Regions from separate parts of the Dromaius novaehollandiae genome. Here region 2 is linked to region 1. Evidence: chromatin contacts called from public Hi-C data. All regions are on one chromosome and are shown on one strand. The core of a region is the stretch at or near the end of the contact, and the rest is flanking DNA. Distances in the headings are between cores, read along the strand shown. Region 1 has its middle 36 kb from the start of GPI. Region 2 has its middle 4.5 kb from the start of WTIP.

Region 1 (7,159 bases), core at 3,022-5,521:
TTGCTCTGTCTACTCCCCAACCAAGCTTTTTACCCCCCTCGACTGTTCTCTATAATGCTATTTATTGCACATTGTCAGTTCTGCCTTTGCTCACCTGCTTCTTTCAGAAATGCTGCCTCAGAGCGCTTGTCCACCGGGTGCTACTTCAACTATGCCAGACTAGCACTCCACCTTCTATAAAAAAATCCAAGTCTCTCCCATTACCTTCAAAACTCCTCAGAAATCTTCCTTCATCTATGCTCTGATTTCTCCCTCTCTCCTTGCTGTGCTTCTCCTATTATACACAAGCTTCCTTCATTTGCTTTCTTTACCTCCCCCCCCAGTACGCTTTCCCCCATGGCACCCGCGTCTGCATTCCTGGCCCCCTCCCCGCGGCAGTGTATGCCAAAAGACATTCCAAGGCCCGGACCGCATGGCTGGGGTCTCTCTATTTTCTGTACTGTACTCTTGATGTGTTTTCAGCCTGATGCAAAGCTCATTCAACCAACAGAAAGAGTTCCTTTGACTTTAATGGATTTCAAATGAAGACTTTAGTCTACGTCTCCACAGCAGCACAGAAATAACGGCAGTGTTGTATAGAGATACCCATGCCAGATTTAAACTAATTAGGTTGGATCCCAATAACCATCTAACCGTGGAAGCAGGGAGCTCAATAATGGATAATTTACCCTAATGAGACTGTAAGCTTGTCAAAGAAGAAAGCCTATGTTTGCTTTAATCCATTTCCAATTTAACATCATATGCACATTGCTTTTTAAGAAACATCTACTACTTTTTAAAAGCAAACAAGCACATGTCAAGATAATCTCTCCTTTCATAGTAATGCAGCTCTACAGACTAATTGTCTAAAATATTCAAGGTTTTGTGGTCAATCTTCTCCTCTCTCACCTGTCCTTCTGCACACTAAACAAAGAAATCTAAGAGTTACCTGAGACCATGTTATAAGCAACGTTTTACAAAAAGACAGGGAATACAGGGCACAAGAGAATATATGTGATCTATCTATCCACTTATTAGGAAATGAAAAGCAATAAATCTTTTGTTCCACAGTACACACAGGGACAGCTATGCCTTTCCTTGTAAATAATGTGTTGGTAAGTATTATTTTACCCTTTCAAAACAGACCAAAAGCAGATACAGGACTCTCCGTCCTGAAGTTCAAGTTTTCCCCTAGAAACCAAAGATCCAACTTATGCTTGATTTTAAAGTATTATTTTCTAGCTTACATTTATATATAATCATTATTGTCTCAATATTTTCCCATTCTGATTTAAAGAAAGTTTGATTCTTTTTTAAGTTCATACACAAAGGTCACTGTGATGTTCATTCTGCCAAGATAGTCTGAAACAATAGCCCTTATTTCCTTATTTCTGAAAGAAGACTGACTTCTTGCAGTGTTCTGCATTCAGCAGCCACCACTGAAGCCAAAGCTACCTATCTCCACACTCTTGAAGACCAGCCCACTTAAGTAGCAGCCTAAACATGGATCTAGGAGTCTAACTAAGGGTTTCTAGTTTTGAAAGTCTCGCTCCAACTTTGCTAAGTGCTCCTTAAATAGAATATCATGTTTTCAGCACACATGCCTTAATTCCTGAAAGCAAAACAGAAAAGAAAGGCACAGCATTAAAGGAACGCATCTTAATACTGGTAGGCCTGAGAAGATTGGCACCTATTCCTGCAAAAAGCTGATTCTCTGAAATAATAGGTGTGGACAAAGGTACACAAGTATCTGTGTGCCAGCAGAAGCTGGAGAACTTTGGTCTAGCATTGCCTTGTTTGATTTTTTTCATGCAAAACCCTCCGGTACATTCCCAAAATTGCTTCCTTTCCTTCAACGCAAAGTAAAGAGAAAGCTCTAAACAGAGCATATTTGTGAGTTCTCCATTAGCTAAAGGAAGAGAAAGTTAAGCCTCTAGCTAGGCTGTAAACAAGTTCTTTCTCGTCCCCAAAGCAAATGAAGTGGAGCTTGTAAGCAATTGCTAGTTAAAACACAGTCCTTTGCAATTACTCTCTTTCCTCAACCTTAGGCCTGGTAACAAGTTTCCCGTGGTTTTGGAGTTCCTGCGCCTCTCCAGACTAAAGCCTCTCTAATCGGTGAGAATCAAAACGTAAGAAAAGCAGAATAAAGGGTGTGTTGAAGAAATTCCTGCTGAAAAGCAAACCTTTCTCCAAATCTGCATTTCTCCATTCTCACCAGCCCACAGAAAATGACTTTCCTCCCAATGTAGGAGCATCGCCAGCCTGGGATACTGGTTGTGAAGCACCAAGTCAGTGGGATCTTATGGACACTGACAGTGTCCCGTCCCCTCAGCTTGCCCGCACAGCATTCCCTAAGAGCTAACATGGCTCAGGGAATGCAGGCTTTTGAAAAGGGCAGAGACAAGCTTCAGAGCTGCTCAACCTTGTTCTCCCCTTGCATCTCCTACTTGAGACTTAAATGGAGCAGAGGGGTTTGCGGTAGTCTTTTCTATCACAATGAATCTAATGCTAATACCAAGTGCAATAATATAAAATGAAGATGTCCTAATTGTTTGTAGGATATGCACTATTTACTCCAGTACTTTTAATCTCACTGAGCAAGAACTCTCTACTATAACTTCGTTTTTCACTGTGTTTGGGATATTCTTCTATTCTATGTCTTTTTTGATACAAACGACAGATAATAAATCCAAAGTCTGGTCCCGGATATATATAGGGAAGAATAAATATAGCATAAATATAGGTAAGAATAGTCCCAGTGTTACTTAACTATAAAATATCCAACTATTTTTTCCCCATTTTTTCATTTTGAAAATAGTGAGGTTTATTTAATTTTTTTCTGGAGAAAACTGTTCAACTGTTTCAACAAACTTACCCTAGAAAGTGGAATCACCTGTTTTCTCTGAGCTGTATAAATCTTCACAGAATTGAGACCGTTGCATCAAAATTTCCAATCCCTTACATAAAACAGTAATTTTCATACAGAAATATGTCAAAAAGTAAGATACAATCATTTATTTTCTATAATCCTGAATCATTTTCAAAAACTTTAATAAAACTTGTGATTATCTGTCTCCATAATTATTAGATGAAGTGCCTCATTTCACTTCTGAAGGAGAGAAGGTATAAGAATGCCAAAATATGTAACTGATTTGCTTACAGAATTATTTTTCTTTTTCCAGTCACACAAGCATAAGGTATCAGATCAGTTTAAATTAGCAGATGACAACTACATTAAATATAACTAAAAACAGAGGTAAATAAATACAGATAAGGAAAAATTATATAACAGTGAATATATTTTTCATGACCATTTTGTTTTTGAAAAAGAAGAAAACAGATCTCCAACAGAGAGATGAACTATATTTCTCTTAGTCAAAATGCAGTCAGCTGGCTAGTGGGCAAGGCAAAGTATGATATAGATCAGACAGATCCTGACAGACAAATTTCTTACTCCAAGAGAATCCCCCTAACCAGTATAAGCCCCAAGTGTGCTACTGATTTGCCCAATCAAACCATTATACCCACAGAGAAATGCGTTTAAACCAGTGGGCTCCACACCAATCCAAAGGCTGATCTTTATGGGTGAGATGGCAGGATCAAGAACATGAAAGCCAAGTTTTAATGTTGTTAATGTTGGTGTTCCTGCTGCAGTGACAGGCTTGGTAAAGTTACATTAAATTACATGGCATAGCTTGATGGGAAATCTAATCGTGAAGGAGAGAAACTGCATACATTTAACAGTTTGGTTATGTAGAAATAAAAATTCTTAGAAACAAAGAATATGAATTATCTCTACTGACAACATTAAAACAGTAATATCTATTGTCCCTGGAAAGCCATCACGTATACCAGTGACATTACCGTGCTGTTTTCAGTAATTGTACTATGAACTATATCGACACTTGAAGGGAGACAAACACCTGGTTGAGAGAGAGAGAAAAGACAAGATGATGAAAGCAGCAATCACACAGCACGCCTCCAGACTAAGCTCAAACTGTGAGGAAAAAAATAAAATAAAGCCAGTTCCCCGAAAAGTGTACACAAAATGGGTCTCACCCTACCTATTCCTTGAAATTTTGCTCATTCATTGGAATTCTCTCAGCCTCTACACACTTCTCATAATCTTAATTTTCATATGACGCAATAAGGCTATTTGGCCGCTTTATGTCCGAATTATCGGAGCGCGGCTTCCCCGCTGCCTCCAAAGCCTCCCCGCAGCTGCGCACGACACCTGCAGACAGATCCGGGCACGGCTGCGCTCACTTACTTCACCAGCAGTGCTGCACACCAGCAAAGCTCAAATGAACACCAGGGCGCATCTGGCAAAGCAGGGCTGCCTGGTGCCTACCATTCCCATCCCAGGCTCTCCCTATATTAAAAAAAAAAAATTGCCTCCCCGCTACTCCACTAATGGTTACTAACATTTGGAAATAAAATACTCTGTATCTTCTTTCTCATCTTCTGTCCACCTCAAATGGATACTGAGGATCAAATTGCTGAAATATTAACATAGAGTATATCCTGAGCTTTCTGAGCAAAAGATGGACCAATGACCTAGAATACAACTGTGAAATTTAATACATGTGAGTTGAAACCCAGGGGTTTTTTTTGGTTTTTTTTTTTTGCATTTTAAAGTATTTATACCCAATTTTAGCATTAGAATTACTTTTCAGGTTGACATTCCCAAACCTATTTTTCAGAATTTTTTGAAAGTCTGCCAAAACAAAAATTCCAGAATGGTGATGTTTTACCCCAACCCAAAGTTTAAACTTGATGCTAGGAAACATTTTGCTTCTGGAAATACTGTCTTCTTGAAAACATACAAAACTGTAGGTGATTTCTAATGTCTGGAAGGATTTAATGGAATTTTTCTTAGACCACTTTCCCCAAATTCCAGCTAAAATAATCACATTCATTCTTCCCAAAATCCCTTCTCAGTTTCCATCTCTAGCCTAACACTGTTTCAGTCCTAGACACTGTGCTACACCATTAAACAAATGCTTCTTCAGAAGTTGCTGCACTTCAGTTAATATTAAACACCTCTGAGATTTGTTTCACAAAGTGCCTTCAGTGACAAATTCACTTTCAAACGGAAGCTCATAACAGTATGTTATTATCCAGTCATTCGTTTGGGTTTTGTATGTCATTCGGGGTAAAACTTATCATTTACAATGACCAAGATGTTTTGAAATAACTATAGATATTGGGTGCTTAGCTTTACTTGGTTATTGTAGAGCGAGTGCTCAACAATTCCAGAAGCCACCCCAAAACTTACATACCAAACATTAGAGACATGCGTACCACCAGATGAAGCACATCTATACAAAGCTTTAAGGCACCGTCACAAACCACATGTTAGACCTTAAGCTTTACTAAGTCCTGTTTTACCTCAAAAACCTAGATTTTCAGATCAAAAGTTTCTCGTTAATTAGTGTTCCAGACTTACATAATTTACTACTACTTTGTTTTTCACGTCAGCAGAATGGAATGAGGAAGGCTTGGGACAGCAGGAAGGGAGCTCCTACACTGGTGGAAGGGGATTTAACAACCAGCATTACCACCTAGTGGACAGACACTGCTCCTCTTTCATTTTACACTCTCATCTAATCTCCGTCCACATAAAATATTCTAACATTTCTCTTTGTTGATATATTAATTAGTAAATTGTTGTATCTGTGCTCGTATCATAATTATTTGTTTTTAGTACTCTGCCACTGAAGCCCCAAATCCAGCAAAGCATAAAAACACACGCACTACAGTTTCAAGTGCTGCTTTGGATAAGTTAAACCTTCCAAAATTATTCAGTCTCAGCTTGATGTTCCCTGTCATTTTTCAATCCTCTCTTAATGCTTTCTACTTCATATTAAAATACTTCGCATTTCAGAACTCTAAAAAACCCCAAGCTATTCTTCAAGACTCGTGGTTTTATAAATACATTAAGGACAATATTAACATGCTTTGGTTCAAAAGGAAATGAGTGCCCTGTCAAATTTAAAAGCCCATGAAACCTAAAGAGAAGCTAACAGTCCAAAGTAAAGCATCCGGGACCAGACTGCAAAGCTGTTTAGGTACTCCTGCTGATTTAGGAACCAACATACCTTGCAGACTAAAGCTGATTTATGATTTCCTCAGGGAATGCTGTGCTTCTTCACTGAATTTTCTGTTACCATAACACTTTGTCAACATTCGCATCCCCCCCTTTGCACCTCTCCCTGAATGGTTAATCTGCATTCTGCAAAGTCCATTAAAGGACTGTCTTTCCTTCCTTTTCCTTTCATATTGTTTGACTGTTTTGAGTACCTTGAATTTCTGTTACGTTCCAGTCCTATCAGACTCCTGCGATGCCTGTAGGTTTATGGCCTTGTATATATTACACAAATTTAACTAAATCAATTTACAACAGCAGAGTTTCCCATTTTGGGCATAGCCTATTTTTTCCTGCACTTCTGAGATTCAGGAACCTCTGTCCAGCTGGACTCATTAGTGTTCTCATGACTTAAGCGGGATTTAGACATTTCTGTCCAATACTGCGATCTTCACACTCCCTATTTGTCTACTACTCAGTCAATACTCATTTCTCAGATCAGCACTTGCCTTTTTCCCGTGACTGTATTTTATTGTAAAAGGACAGCTCCATGAAACATCTGAAATTTAAGCACAAGTTTAATGCTTTGACTGGGCAGATCAATACCAGAAAGAATGATCTGCCATTTCTAAATCTGAAAGGTCATAGAGGCATGTCAGGGCATATTCCCTATTTGAAGCCAACTTTAGCATGAGTCAACAAGTGCTAAGCAGTAGACCTCTCTAGCAGATATGCTGTTACAATGGCCACACAGAAGCACTCTGAGCATTTGAGGAGCCTTCAGTCTTTTTTCCTTCTGAATGCTGCACATTTCTGACTTAGAAATCATTTTAACTGGAGCCCACTGAGCATGAAAAATAGCAGATTGGCAGCCCAGGAGGCTCCATGGAATGTGATCATATACAGGAAAATGAGACTGTATGTTCCAAATCAAATCAGGTTATCTTCTTTCCATATGCCATTCTCAGCTGTTGGCTTAATAGCACTGCACTCCCAGGGTCATCCCTCCTGAAACTGTATCCTGACTGTATCATGAAGTGGGCTCCAGAATAGTAGCCCTTCAGACAATTTGCCATGCAGCTTTAATCAGGA
Region 2 (7,159 bases), core at 1,210-3,709, 140 kb before region 1:
GTTCAATAAGACGTAGGTAATAGTCTGTCAGGGTGGTAGACAACTGTCTTGACTCTGTCAAAAAGCCAGATTGCAAAAATGTTTGGCATTAACCAAGCATTCCAGCTCAGATGTGAGGGGCCACTGCAGGACACTGGTTAGATAAGATTTTCAAGAAGCACAGAATTTAAACTATGTATCTTCTTGTTTGCAGCATGAAAGGTAGCCTAGAATTTAATAACATAAGCAAATACATGTTGATGTATTTAGGAGATGTAATTGTGCTGCTCTGGTTTGGGTATGAAATATTTAGATTGCTATAAGTGTTCCAAGATCCTTCCTGTAAAATATTTTAAAGTGGGATAGTTTTTAATAATTTTCTTTAAACAGACTGTTTCTGTAGAACATATGACAGGCGGCTCTGCTATTTCATTAGGTTCTTACTAAGTTCGGTAATACTGAATGAACGAGTAAAACGCAAACTGCCTCTGCTAAATGAAAAATTGCTTTTCAAAACTGATGGAAGTATCAGTATCCTTAATTGGCTACTAGTCACCAACATTGTATTAGTGTAGACACTTTCTCTTGACCTTGAGAGCAGATTATAAATTGAAGCACTTACTAAGCTTTCAAGTAGTTAAAAAAAACCCAGCAACCTGCTTTTCAACATTTGTGTTATTGCCCCAATAGCAGTAACTTAACATAGAAGGAAATACTGTTGGAAGACATGAGATTTAAGCATTAAAATGGAGTAGAAATTCTCCTCAGTGCCTTAGCTGGGCAGTCCTGATGTAGGCTCTGTCTCCACTAATGATTTTTGAGCCAGGGTCATTAAATCGATCTATGAATCGTTATTTGCAGTGATACAAAGTGGCTTTTCTGTCACACAGTTTTCTCTAGTTGTTTGTTTGTGCTGCTGCAAATTCTGTGATGTAGACAAGCCTTTCTGGCTGCTTCTCTGTAAAAATGATTCATAATGTTTGTATCTCTATTCATGTAGTGAACTTGAGTGCCATGTGTTAAAAGGACTAGAAAATTAGTAGAGTATTTTAATGTAGTTAAATGCAGTTGTGAGTGTGGGTATCCATTACCTGTCTTTGTATGCTATTAGTTCAATATGCCTTTTCTGCACTGGGGCATGGAAAAGTGTATTGACCACCTGTATAGCAGTTAACTAGAGATTCCTGAAGCTCTCCTGACTTACAGTGAAGAAATTTGTGAGGATTTTCCCACAATCTTATTGTAAGAAAGAATAAACTTTACACAGAAACACAACCTATCTGATTCGCAAAACATTCACAGGATCACCTGAGTACAGGACTTGCTCCTTCAAGGGGCAGTTGATAACCATTGAAGTCAGAAGAAAGAGCTTTTGGGGCCATGACACGACAGCTTTGTACCAGCCTATTTCTTAAAAAGCAACTCTAACCTGTAGATATTGATGTAATGCTTGTAGTAGTTCTTTGTGACATTTTAATTTTGCCTTATGAAACCATTTCGGCATTGAACCACACAGAGATGTGCATGCTTTCCTGGCCTGTTGACTCCAGCAGCTGGCAAGCAGATTGATGTGCCATTTCAAGTTGTGACCTTTACACAAAGACCTCTTGCTAACCGTTTATTAGATCTCAGAAAGTAAAGTAAGGCTGTGTTTAGTTCGTATTTACTGTTGATACTGTCTGCTTTGAGCCTTATCTCTACTACCCCAAAGTTGTAAATTTGGATTAGAAAACTGAACACACACTGAATTACGGAAAATAAATTTTGGGGCGGGTCCTCTCTGTATTCTGTTTTTCTGCTGGTATAGGTAGAGATTTTTTCTTTCTTCTCTTTGCAACTGTAAGGACAAAAGGCTTCGGTTTTGAATATCTGAAGTACTCCTGAATTGGCAAGAATGTGGAAATGAGGATGAAAGAAATGTAACAAATATGACACAAGCCAAAAGTCTTTGTTTTGTTGTTTGCCTGAGACTGTTTCTGAGCTAGTGTCTAAGCAGAATGATTACAGAGACCGTACACCTACGGACAAAGGGATGGGAGGAGGAGGCAGTTTAATAACGTGGCCATAACGTGGAAGCCTTGATGCTTCTTTAAGGGAAGAATGGGGTAAAGTGTGTAAATCTATATATAGCTTGATATCAGTTTACATTAACAACAGAATGTTGCTGTTTATATACATGTCATTATGTTTGTCTTTCTCGTCAGCATACTACTTCATTCACATATGAGAGAAAAGTGAAGCACTTTCAGTATGGTTTTCCTAAAGAAAAGATACATATAGAATTGCTCTGCCAGTCCTTTTCAACAGCATTCGAAGCTACTTGCGAATGTTAAACACATTTGTCCGGGATCTCGAAGCTACTGCAGTTCTACAAGTAAGTGTGTGCAGCGAGGGGAGAGGGACCCGCGGGAGCACTCAGCCGAGCTGTGCCGCACTCACCCACCTGCTGCCGGCGGGTACACAGCGCCACGTGGGAGCCTGATGCATTTTGCCCATCTGACAGATGATCGCTAGAGGTAGCAGAAGCAAGCAGGGGAAAGAGGGCGCTAAGAGACCTAACGAGAAGCTTGGGAAGTGCTAGGAGCTGTGGATATTATAAAGGGAAGGCTCAAGATAGATGTAGGAGAGAATTAAAGATGTTGTAGAGGAGGAACTTTGCAGACAGGCGAGGGATGACAAGCCTGCTGAGGGATGTAGGGGGATATGGTGGGGGGGACCTGGAGGTATTGCATGTAGCGGCTGAGGATTTGGTAGGTCCTGGGGACCGTAGCCACGGGAGAGCTCCGTGGGACAAAGAGGGCAACCAGACTGCAACGTTACTGGGGATTTGGGGAGGAGCTGCAGGATGCAAAGCGTCTAGAACAGCCCTGTAGCAGAGCGGCCTTTGCTGCTTCCACTGCTCATGGAACAGCTCCTTATTTCTTACAAATGCATTTAATATTTTCAGTTAACAACTGTTTTATCTGTAATGTTATGTGATTTCTTATATGGAAAATACCATGAAACATACAAGTAATTGGTACTCTCAACAAACTGCTGTCCCCTTTCTTCTCCTAAAATGATCCCTCTCATGACAGCTGAAGTGTGTTGTATTGCCAGGTCAGGAGGGGGGTGCTCCAGGCTGGCCGTGCTTGTTGAGTGCCGTGAAGAGGCATGTGCAGTCAGTCTGGGAGCAATCACCAGCAGAGACCAGGAGGAGATGTGTATAGGAGTCTGAATCTCATGCAGTGTTTCTGTTTTTTATTGAATTCACTAATGCTATCTGATTCCTTTGCCAGATGAGGTTTTACAGTATTGTAATTGGGACCTTCTTTTTATGATGTCATGATAAATTTTAGCTCTGGAGAAACTTGGTTTGTTTTTATATTTTCAAGTCTCTGAAATAAGCTACTTAACCTTCAGAGTACTAAGTGGGTGCACTGTTAAGTGATCTGGCTAACTTAAATGTATGCATTTATGCAAATGTAGTAGCTGCTATTAAGTTTACTGGTTGTGTTTGAATAAACACTGATTATGTCCTGTGATTGCAAGGAAGTATGACTAAGACTACATGCAGTCTCCTAAATCTGAGCTACTAGATTGCTTTGTTGAGAACTGGTATTATTTGAAATACCTAAGGGAAGGAGAAGATGAAACTATAAAAGAAGTAAGATACAATGGTGTACTGGTCTTAAAAGCTTGGACGTGTGGTTGTCTCTCTAACATAATGTATTTACAAAGTGGCTGTTGTAACTGGAATTTTACAGGGTCTGTCCCTAGTTATATTCAGGCAGCATGTTGAATAGTTGCATTTGCAATGAACTATTAAGAGAATAAGAAGAATGTAAAAAATGTTAAATAGTGTTTTATTGCAGATTTAGCATGAGAAATGATCTACAAGCTTTCAGAGCAGTTAGTCAAAAATATTTTAAATAGTTTTGGCCGGCAGTCAAAGGTAGCCATTCAAATACAATGTGTTCTTTCTACCAGAAGATGGTGCCCTAAAACGTATTCAGTAATTCCAATTTTCTAAAGTTGTGATATCTGAGAATTAGTATTTTTTTAAATATGTTAGGGCAAGGTGAAAGTCCTCAGAATTAAACAATGAAGTCTTTGTGATGCTTGAACTCTTGTTTATATTCCAAAGTAATGGGATATAAGCAACACGACTTTTTTTTTTTATTCTTGGTTCAAAGCAAAACAGACAAAGGAAAAGGAATAATCATTACAGGAAACATTACCAAGTAACTGGTCAAATTAAAAAAAATTGAAACCAGGGCAGTAAATCCCTAAATAATAATGTCTTCACCTTCTGGACTTCAAAGTATAATTTAATTGTTTTCTCAATGCTGGAGAGGAGAAGGAGGGAAGCTGCAAAAAAAAAAAAAAATCAGGTAGTATCCAATCTGATAAGCAAATCTGTGGAGCAGCTTCATGATTTTCAAGTCATTATATTGATGAAATAAGACAAATCCATTGTGTATTATGATAGTAAGATAGGTATGATATAAAATGCAGTACAAGAAGTCAGTGGGATTTTTGCCATTGTCTTCAACAGGGCCGAAGTTGCACCAGTGAATTCTTATATTTACGGATTCTCTGCTTTGTTGTTAACGAACTATTTGCAGCCCAGGGAGACAAAATCCCCAGGCAGCCTGTCAGTTTTCTCTACAAGTTGGCTTGGCCAGAGTTTCCTTGAAGGCACTGGCAATTAGAAGAAATAGGAGTCCACCGACTGTGAGGCCCAACCAACTGATATTCACAGATCAATAACTCCACCTGGCTTTTTTGCTCCCTTTAAGTCTTAGACAAAGGAGTTTATTTAACAGAAGCAGCTGGCTTTCCTTAATATCTGATTTACTGATATAACTTAAAATCAGACGTAAGGATTACCACACTAAATTACGAAATGAATTTCAGCTTTTATAATACTGTCAGGTAGCTCTATGACAGCTATTGAAGAGGAGTTTTCTTTGTGTAAGACTGAGTCTTTTTACAGTACATACACTGTGCTGCTGGTTGTTAAAATTAAGCAAATATATTTTAAATACACTTGAGGGGAAAACATGCTGGGGCTGTCAAATTGTAATTGTCTGGTACTTTGTTTTTTTCTTATATATAGCAGGAAGGAGAATGATGGGGTTACTTACAACAGCAACAGCAGTTTTAACTCTAAACTTTCTGTTTGCACGGCCTGGCACATGTGGTCCTCTGTGAGAAATGCAGCAGTGCTTAAGTGCGTTACGTACCACTGCAAACATATTTATTTTACCCACGTGGGCTACATCTGTGGCTGCAGCGTGGATAAATGTTATGTTCATTATGTGTATGACAGAAGTACGATTTACTGGTGAAGAGCTGGTTTGTAGTATTACCCCAATGTAGGGCTTAGACAAGAACACTGTGCTGGAATATACAAGCCGAGGGCTGCAGTGGATTTGTCTGCGCCGTGCTTTGAGGATTTACTTACTGAGCATAAGCTTTCAACAGTAACAGTAAGTGATTCTTAATCATTTTTGATGCAAATTGCTTACTAAAAGGAGCTGTTTCTTCAGATTCCCCAGATTCTCTTAGTCCCTGGTATGTTTTTTTTCCATGAGTTCATAGTAAATAAAACAGATGCTTTAACCACTTACGTACCAAGAGGCTTAACGTACAAACTTGCTACCTGCTGGCGGCACGAGGCAGTACAGAGCTGAGCTGCCTCAGAAGGCAGGAGGAGGACCGCGGTGCAGCGCCGAGCCCCCAGCTGCGGAGGAACAGCAGGCGCTCGCGATCTGGCTCCTGCCTTCGCCCGGCACCAGCACCGTGGTCCCCGTGCCGCCCCCCAGGATAGGAAGCTGCTCTTACCCCCAGAGAAGCCCTACCTACTCCATTAGAATAATAGTAGTCACCTAATGTTGAAAAGTTAAAAAAACCTTGAAGTGCAGTAAATTAACTTTCCTCTATATGTGCTCTGATGGCCCAGGTTGTCCCAGGGCCTCTCATAGTTGTTCAAGATGGCAACCTTATAAAAATGGGCAGTAAGTAATTAAAAATAATGCAGATCATCCTAGCAAAGGCCCCACAAGCAATTCAGGACTGCTCTCAGCAGGATGTGCCTCTGCACACTTGCAGGCAGCAGACCGCGAGGCGCTCCCTCTTCCAAGCGGACCTCGCACAGGGTCCTGCTGGGCTCAGGGTAACTGCGATTTCCACGGGGCTCCGTGGCAGTGACTTGTGCTTGGCGCTGGCACGTGTCAGCATCGCACAGCTGACAGCATGGTTCACATCTGCTGATGGTTTTATTAGAAAGTCTAAGGTTTGAGTGAGATGGGGAGTTGAAACACCCTTTCAATCCGGGTCAGCATTGCGGGACGTTTGCTGGGACACTTTTGCTGCTGACGCCCAGGGCCTGCATCGTGCCTGTTGTTTGCGCTAACAGCAGCGTGCACCAGGACGCACAACTGCAAGAGTCACTTCTAACGCTTGCAAACTTAAGAGGTGAAACCTAACCTATGGAGCGGTAACCTCCACAAGCACAGGGCAATCACACGCTTAGGGACGGCAATGAAAGCATTAGAAACGTAAAAACATAGCAGAGCTTGACTTCCAGGACTGGTTGTATTTGCACTTACATCTCCTTGGAAAAATACCTCACGTGGGTGGTGAGCTGCCTCTCCCATGTCTCACAGGTTTGCTTTTCAGGTGTTGCTCTGTAGTTTTGGATGGTTTGTTGGACTTTTCATAGCCTCCCCCCCCCCACAAACAAATAGATTGCCAATCAATTGCCCTCCGCAGCTGGGGACATTTTTAAGTACACAGTTGCTTTTAATGTTTAATTAGGTATGATAACCGGATAAAATGTTCTTGGCAGCACAGCGTGCCTCTGGCTCACACTTCTCCCCTTGCGGGGTGCTGAGCCTAACACCGCTCAGGTACCTATGGCCAAGGCTACGTCAGCTTTCTGGTGGCATGAACCGCCGAGTGGATCCGCAGTTGAGCTGGAAAAGCTACTGCCGGCTATGGTTTTGCATGGAAGGTCTTGGCTCAGTAACCGCTTCGGAGGTGTTTTCTGACATTATACACAAATCTAAATGGCGAGTGGTGCTGCTTTGCGTTTGTTTGTTTCGGGATCGCCGGCTAAAGCCTTTGGAAGGCTGTACAAACACCAGCATGCTTTTTTAAACTCGCTTCAACTCACAGGTTGCTTTGGGCCGCA

The links. A called contact is a pair of places that touch in the nucleus more often than the background predicts.
Region 2: a Hi-C map of ovary shows a contact between it and region 1, with 4 times the contacts expected there. The contact joins two enhancer-like sites. A contact is called at or near these places in 2 of 4 Hi-C or Micro-C datasets (brain and ovary).

The regions. Positions count from the first base shown.
Region 1 is chr13:14,376,998-14,384,156 of bDroNov1.hap1, reverse strand. No RefSeq gene overlaps it. Among named protein-coding and RNA genes, the nearest start is that of GPI, 36 kb to the right of the region's middle. Within about 2 kb of position 4,271, at least 2 of the 2 cell types and tissues checked have open chromatin away from gene starts, as enhancers often do.
Region 2 is chr13:14,518,446-14,525,604 of bDroNov1.hap1, reverse strand. No RefSeq gene overlaps it. Among named protein-coding and RNA genes, the nearest start is that of WTIP, 4.5 kb to the right of the region's middle. Within about 2 kb of position 2,459, at least 1 of the 2 cell types and tissues checked has open chromatin away from gene starts, as enhancers often do.